Regions from separate parts of the Sus scrofa genome. Here region 2 is linked to region 1. Evidence: chromatin contacts called from public Hi-C data. All regions are on one chromosome and are shown on one strand. Each heading gives the region's core, a stretch centred on a gene start, on an enhancer-like site or on the middle of the called end of the contact. The rest is flanking DNA. Distances are from core to core; before and after follow the strand shown. Region 1 holds the start of WT1 (Wilms tumor 1). Region 2 holds the start of PAX6 (paired box 6).

What was found. A called contact is a pair of places that touch in the nucleus more often than the background predicts.
Region 2: a Hi-C map of epiblast stem cells shows a contact between it and region 1, with 6 times the contacts expected there. The contact joins the promoter of PAX6 here to the promoter of WT1 in region 1. A contact is called at or near these places in 3 of 47 Hi-C or Micro-C datasets (embryonic fibroblasts, epiblast stem cells and fetal skeletal muscle).

The regions. Positions count from the first base shown.
Region 1 is chr2:28,410,436-28,413,887 of Sscrofa11.1, reverse strand. It overlaps WT1 (Wilms tumor 1), which reads right to left and starts at 1,967. Exons shown (of 10, transcript NM_001001264.1): 1 at 1,265-1,967. The coding sequence starts at 1,709. It overlaps LOC102161978 (a long non-coding RNA gene), which reads left to right and starts at 2,276. Exons shown (of 4, transcript XR_002341531.1): 1 at 2,276-2,404.
Region 2 is chr2:28,970,310-28,973,625 of Sscrofa11.1, reverse strand. It overlaps PAX6 (paired box 6), which reads right to left and starts at 2,046. Exons shown (of 13, transcript NM_001244172.1): 1 at 1,907-2,046.

The DNA of each region.
Region 1 (3,452 bases), core at 718-3,217:
TAGGAAAAGCCTCAAGATAAGCGCGTTCAGACTGTGTCCGCGAAGGCGAGAAGAACAGGGCCCTTCTTGTGGCTTGGAAGCCCCCGGCACATCCTGCAAACTGCACACACTCTGCTCTTCCCAACCCACGCATTCCAGAAACATCCCAGTCCCTAGGCCCGCGAGAATTTCTGCTCCAGAAAAAGCATCCGCTCTTGCGTATCTTAAAGCACTTCCTAACATATCGAATCAACCCGAACTGGTTTTAGGCTTACAAAAATGCAAAAACCTAAGTAGAATAAATTTAGAAATCAAAATACTGAGGTTGATTGGTTCCGTTCTGGTCCCTGAGAAAGAAAAGAGAGTGGACGCCTGCTGGGAATGAGAAAACTACTGTGTCCCTCGATGTACCATGACTGAAAACGGAAATAAATAAACCTGTCCTTGTTCTAACCTCCAAGGCTTGCAAAAAAAGTCTTCCGCCAGCTAAGACCCGCGTTAGACAACAAGGAGGTTCCTGAGGGGGGCTGAAAGTCAGGCAGACGCCTGGGCCTCATTCTACTGCCTGTGGTAGGACGGGATCCCGCAGAGCTCGGAATCGGATAAAAGGGGTTCTCTTCCAGAGCTTCCCTGGAGCCCGTGTGCCCACGACTTGAGCTGAAGTCCGGGAGAGACCCACCTCTACACTACCAGAGCCTGGAGCCAAACGCGGACACGGACATGGGTCCAGAAAAGCCTCTATTCAGTCGCTAGTTCATTCATTTGCTCATTCTAGTGCTCCAAGGTACTTGTGTTTCTAATGTGCACCAACATCGTCTTAAGGGCTAGTGTGGCCCCTGGATAGATTGTTCACCCTGAGCTGGTCCCACTCCAAATTCAGAGTCTAAATATCTAAAAAGTCCAGTGACTGGCAAGTTTGATGGTGTTTTGAGCAACAAAACATCCTCCCCCGAGGCAGAGCCACATATTGCACTGGTTCCCGCTTCCCATTACCACGACGAAGAGTCTTAGAATCTCCCCGGGTCTGCGGGGTCCCAGATAACCTCCCGCCTCATGCGAAGAGTTCGGTTCCCCACTCTGAAAGATGTCAAGGGCCCATGCCAAGGACTCCCTCTCCTGGGCCTCCTCTCCCCCAGCTGCTGCTTCCTCTACCCTCACTGCCCTAGGATAGGCAGCTGGATAAGAATTGGGGTCACGGAAGGAGCAGCACAGGGGAGTGCCGGAGCGCGGTCGCAACCCAGTCGCTACCGCCCCGCGTGTAGGGGGCGCTCCCCAGCCTCCTTACCCTGGTTGCGAATAGCGGGCTGGCTCTCGAGGCAGCTGGGCAGGTAGGGCGCGTTGGGGAACATCCTGGCCTGGCCAGAGGATGCCTGGCTGGGCGGAGGAGGACCGAAGGGTCCGTAGCGACAGGCTCCAGCTGTGCCGGTGAATTGGCCCGAGAAATGGACAGTGAAGGCGCTCAAGCACTGCTCCTCGTGCGGCTCCGCGCCGCCCCAGCTCGGCTCTTGTTTGATGAAGGAGTGGGGCGGCGGCGGCGGGGGTGGTGGCGGCGGAGCCGGCGGCGGCGCAGGACCGCCCAAGGAACCGTAAGCCGAGGCGCCTGGGGGAGCAAAGTCCAGCACCGGCGCCCACTGCGCAGCGCCGCTCACCGGCAGGGCACAACCGCCGCCGCCACCCAGCGAGGGTACCGCTGGCAGCAGCGCGTTCAGGTCCCGCACGTCGGAGCCCATTTGCTGTGGCTCAGCACCGGACGCTGCGCGGCCCCTCCGGCTTTGCAGACGCTCCGCGCTCGACTCCGCCGCGCCTAACTTGGCCCAGATGCTTCCCGGGCCCCGGATCCCCAGCTGCTCGGGCTGCTGAAGGCACCCAGGCCCGGAGCGGAGTGAGTGCGAAGGCGCCGGCTCCGGGGCACACGTGGACGCCGGCTCTTGTGGCAGGAGGAAGTCCAGGATCGCGGTGAGGAGGCGGCGGGGCCCGGCTCCTGGGCTGCCGTCCCGGCTCTGGGTGGGTGGGTGAATGAGTGGGAGGGAGGGCGGGAAGTGCGGAGCGGATAGGCGGTCGAGTTGCGAGAGCCCCTGGGTGTGGGCGCTGCCTTGAACTCCCTACCCCAGCTGCCTGGCTGCCCCCAGCTTCTCAAAGCTCAAATAAGAGGGGCCGGCAGCGGGGGAGGAGGAGGAGTCAGGAGTGTCGGCCGCTCCATTCACACCGCTACCCTAGCCGATCCAGGCTGGGCGCGCGACTCCTTGGGGGCGTCTTCGTAGTGGGGAGGGGGGGGCGGGCCCGAGGGAGGGTCCCTCTCAGAGGCACCCTCCTCTCCTACCCGCCAAGCGTTCTCCGCTGGCCTGTGAGATACGGTCCTCCCTCCACCTCCCCTTCTCGGCCTTCGCGAGTGTGGGTGCCTCGGGGCACTGGCGAGACCCTCCAGGTGAGCAGTGAATGTCCCCTCTGCATCTCTGTGTGACGGGGGTGGGGATGGGGTTGCTAATCAGTGAGGGAAGGCTGGAGGGAGGAGCCGGGGGCTCCACGAGGGCGGGAACTTAAGGAAAACGCAGAGAACTTTCCGTGACTTCAAAGAGGTGGATTCCCCTGCCTTGCGCCGGCGAATCCAACTATTGCTCCTAGAGCCGTCGGGTTGGAGTGGTAGCCGTAATCTCTCGGGGTCACTGGGGAGCAAGGTGGCTCCTTGTGGATTCCAGAGGCCAAACGCAAGGCGAACGTGGGTGACCTGGAGCTTGCATCAGTTGTGATATACAGGGCGGGGCGTATTTCCAACGTCCGGTAGTTGGTGACATGGTGAAGTTTGTGCCCAAAGAAAGGCGGTTGCCACTTACCTAAAATCAGTGGCCGCATCACTTAATCTCCCTTTTCTAGCGAGAAGTAACTAATTTTTCTAAGTGAAGCAAGGAAAACAGCGGTTAGTTTGCAAGGAAGGAAAACCCTAAGGAAACGCTCAGATTCCTGACGCCGAGTCTGGAGGGTAGAGAATGAGGAAGGTTTAGATACAAAGCCCGAAGGACTAGTTGGTTCCCAGAGCCACTCCCGCTGAACTCTGCCTCCGCTTACTGCAGTCGGGAGTGCCACTCTGGATGACTAGGATGCACAAGCCAGGTTAGGGGGCCGACAAGGAGAGCCTACAGCAGCCCCGGTCCAAAGCAGAGTTCACACCGTTGGAAGCTCCCCGTGCCTGGCACTACCAAATCGGATTCCTCTCTCCACCTAGACAATTCTTTGGGAGTCCTGAGCCCCAGAGCAGGTATTTGGGGTTTTGTTTTCTTTATTTGGTTCTTCCAAAATAGTCGGCTTCTATGGGGGAACAGACCCGAGGTAAGGAGAAGCTCTGGGAACCTGGATTGGAGTGCGTTTCAGGGGCGTCTCCCTGAAAACCCCAGAAGGAGGCGGCGACGGCTCAGCCTGGGACTGACAGGAGCATGGGGCGGGAAGGGCGGGTTGCCCACGGGCCTCTTACTCGAGTC
Region 2 (3,316 bases), core at 797-3,296, 560 kb before region 1:
CGCGGAGTTCGGCCGGCAAGAGTTTAAGAATCCTCAGCCTGGGGCCCCGAAGCCTCAAATTCATTCCCCCAAGAGGAAAGGGAATGATGAATAAAACAATAAATATCACCACAAATATCGATATGCATCCCTCCGGCCAACTCCCCACTGCTCTGGCCAGGCTCCGGCGCAGGGTGGCGTTTGGCCCCGCGCTCGGCAGCGGGGCGGGCCGGAAAGTTTGCGCAGCGAGAGGGACTCTCCTTCCGTGTCTCTCCCGCGCTGCCCCCTTCTGCCCCGGAGGGGCGTTAGAGTCCCCTCGGGTTTTCCTTTCAAATTCTAAAATAAAAAAATAATACATGCCCAGGCCCTGGGGAAATTGGAATAGTAATTCATTCAATAAATGAAATTATATGAGAGGTTTTGGGAAAACCCCAAGCCAACCGCATGTGCCCTCCGATCAAGTAGGGCAAGAGAGTGAGAAGGCGACAGAAGAGGTCCCCGGCTCGCCCTGGGCACACGGCGAGGACTCTGGTCAGAGGTAATTATGTCACTGCGTTTTCTCGCTGTGACAGCCGAATAAACACAATCTCCAATAAACATCTCTAATGAGGGAGGAGGCCCGAGGATGGCTGGGTTTGATTTATGACTGGAGGAGAAGGTCCACTTCCCACTGAGAAGCGGGCAACCTGCTCACCGCCCAGACCCGGAGAAAGGAATCCGCGGAGGAGAGGACCCAGGCCCAGGTAAGGCGCGCGGCCCGGTGGTCACTTCTCTTGTTTCCCTGCTTTCCGGAGGAGGTGGGCAGGTGGCGACCACCTCTCGGAGTTGGGCGGTGGTCCCAGCACCTGTCACAGATGCCTTAGATATAAATGTCCCTTGAAGGAGCCCTCAAGAGGTCTAAAGACGGGGCGCCAGGAGCACGAGTGGGAGTCTGGGGCAAGCCAGGCCTGACCTAGAGGCCTCCCTAACCTCTCAGGCGGGTGCTTCCATGCCCTGCCTAAGCCCATACTGGTGTCGCCGGCTGCCTGGAGCTGGACTCCCAAAACTTAACTGCCCCGCGGAACCACAAGTTAGTCTGTTTGGGGTCGTTTCTTCCCTGACCCATTTTGAAGAAAGTTCTGGCTCCCGGCCTGGGTCGTCCGGGGGCAGGAGAGTGGCTGGGCGCTGCTTTCCCCTGCACGCAGAGGCCCGGCTCCTCTGGCGCCCACAAGCTTCCCACCGAGGCAGCGAACCCAGCGCCCGCGGTAACCCGAGCCCGCGTTCTAGCTCAGTGAGAATCGCTAATTATTAGGTCTTCCCAAGTGAAGCTCAAATCACACGCTGGGGGCTTTACGCGCTGCCCAGCTCTGCGGGCTGCATTCTTTCGTCCTCCTCTCCTTTATGAGAAACGAACTCCCATCTCTTAGACTTTGTTTCGGTCCAACCATCTATGGTTTGCAACCGCCGCAAACTTTTGCTGCACTTCCCCCGACCCGCGGGGTTTCCACGCGCTCCAGGCGCAGGTGGGGACTTCTGCACGCGAGAATGTCCTGAACTGCTATTGGGGGAGTTCCGGGTGCAAACTGCATCCCACCCCCAGCCCCTGCACTTCTCATGGTCGCCAGAGGCTTTTGAGACTGTAGCAGCAGATCCCTGTGTCTCTCTCTCTACCCCCCTCTCCTCCCACCTCAGCACTCAACTGGAAGTCCATTCAGAAGACTGGAATATTTTGCCACTTTTGCAGACAAACACGCTCAGCAAAGACAAGACATCCCCTCCTCGATCTTATCCCGCCCTCGGTAACTCCCCTCCATCTTTGCCTCCTTTTCAAAGAAAAATCAAGCCCCTGGGCTACTTGGGGCGGGCTTGGTTTGGGGACTCCCGTCGCGGGGAGCGGAGAGGGAGCGTGGGTCCCGAGCCGGGCCCGGGGCAGAGCCCGGGCGGTTACCTGGGAGCGGAGGGCGGGTAGGCAGGTGAGCCTGGCGGCGCCGGTTCCCACACTTCTCACCGCCGCTCGGCAGGGGAAGTGGCAGATCTGACAGCCGCGTTCTACGCGAGGACCTGCCCCAGAGTTTAAATGTCAATGATAAGAAAAGAGGGTGCTCAGGCAGGCGCTAACTTTCCTTAATATCCATGCCAGCGCGGTCCTCATTGGTTGCCCGACTCGCGTGACGTCATGGCGGCCAGAGTTGGGTTCCGCTCCGCGCAGTCTAGCGCTCGTGCGCGGCGGGAGCCTCCCCTCCCCATCCCGAGTCCGGCCCGCTCCCCGTACTGCCAACGCGGTCCTGGGCCAGGCCCTTGGTTGCCCACGCCCAATCCATCTTGGGCTGCCCCGCCCTCCTTTAGGCTGTAATGTCAACCCCAAGGAAACTAGTCCTCTTGAGTACGCTCTTCCTCCTCTCCTGGCACGCGAGACCCTGCCCCTAGGCTGACCAGCTGTCTTTCCGGGTGCCCACCAGATCCCCTCCTCAGATCCTCCGAGGAAATCACTTCATCAGAGGGACCGGAGGCGGCACTGGGTTAAGAGGAATTTTTGGCAGGAGTCGTTTTCAGGAGGAGGTGGAGGAAACGATGGTACCCCAACCTGGCCATCGTGCCTATAAGTCACAGGTGGACATAGATGGGGGCTGGGGAGAGGACGGGCTATCTCTTCCCGCAGGCTAAGCCAAAGTCCTGGCCAGGCCCGCTGGATTCCCCAAACGGCGCCCGCCCAGGCTTCCCTCCGCCCCTACGGCTAAAAGCTCTAGTCACAAAGAAAATGTAGATGATTTTATTAATCTTTGACTTGGGAATTATCTGTTGTCTTTGTGGTCTAGAGAGGGAAAATAGGAAAGTCCCAGATTCTGAAGTCAAGATTCCCCTTGCGCTGAGGAAGCAACAGAAATTGGGGCAGGGTTGGTAGGATACTGACCTGGTGGTCTGTGCTTCTTTTCCCCTCACCCCTGTGGACAAGGAGACTGCTTAGTGGAGCTGGACCTGGCTATCTTGTGACGGGGACTTAGACCCACGTTGTCATTCTCCTGTCTCCCTCCCTCCCTCCAAACAGGGGAGGGGGCTTCTCTGTGTCCAACCCCTTGCTTTTCTGCCTCCCTCTGGGTCTCGAACTTGGAAGTGACAGAGGTCCGGCCCTCAGGGGCAGGGGGCGCCTTACAAAGTGGCAGCAGGGGAAGCGGTGGGGCGTGGAATCTCTCCTTTCCGCAACTCGTGGGGGGCCTAGCTCTGGTAGATCCCGTGTTTGTGTGTGTGTGTGTCTGTGTGTGTGTGCGTGCGCGCGCGTGTGTGCTGAGGCTAGGAGGGGCACGCCTAGGCCGGAGAAGGGCCCCAGGGCCAGTTCCTGCGCACACCACTTGGGTGGGGG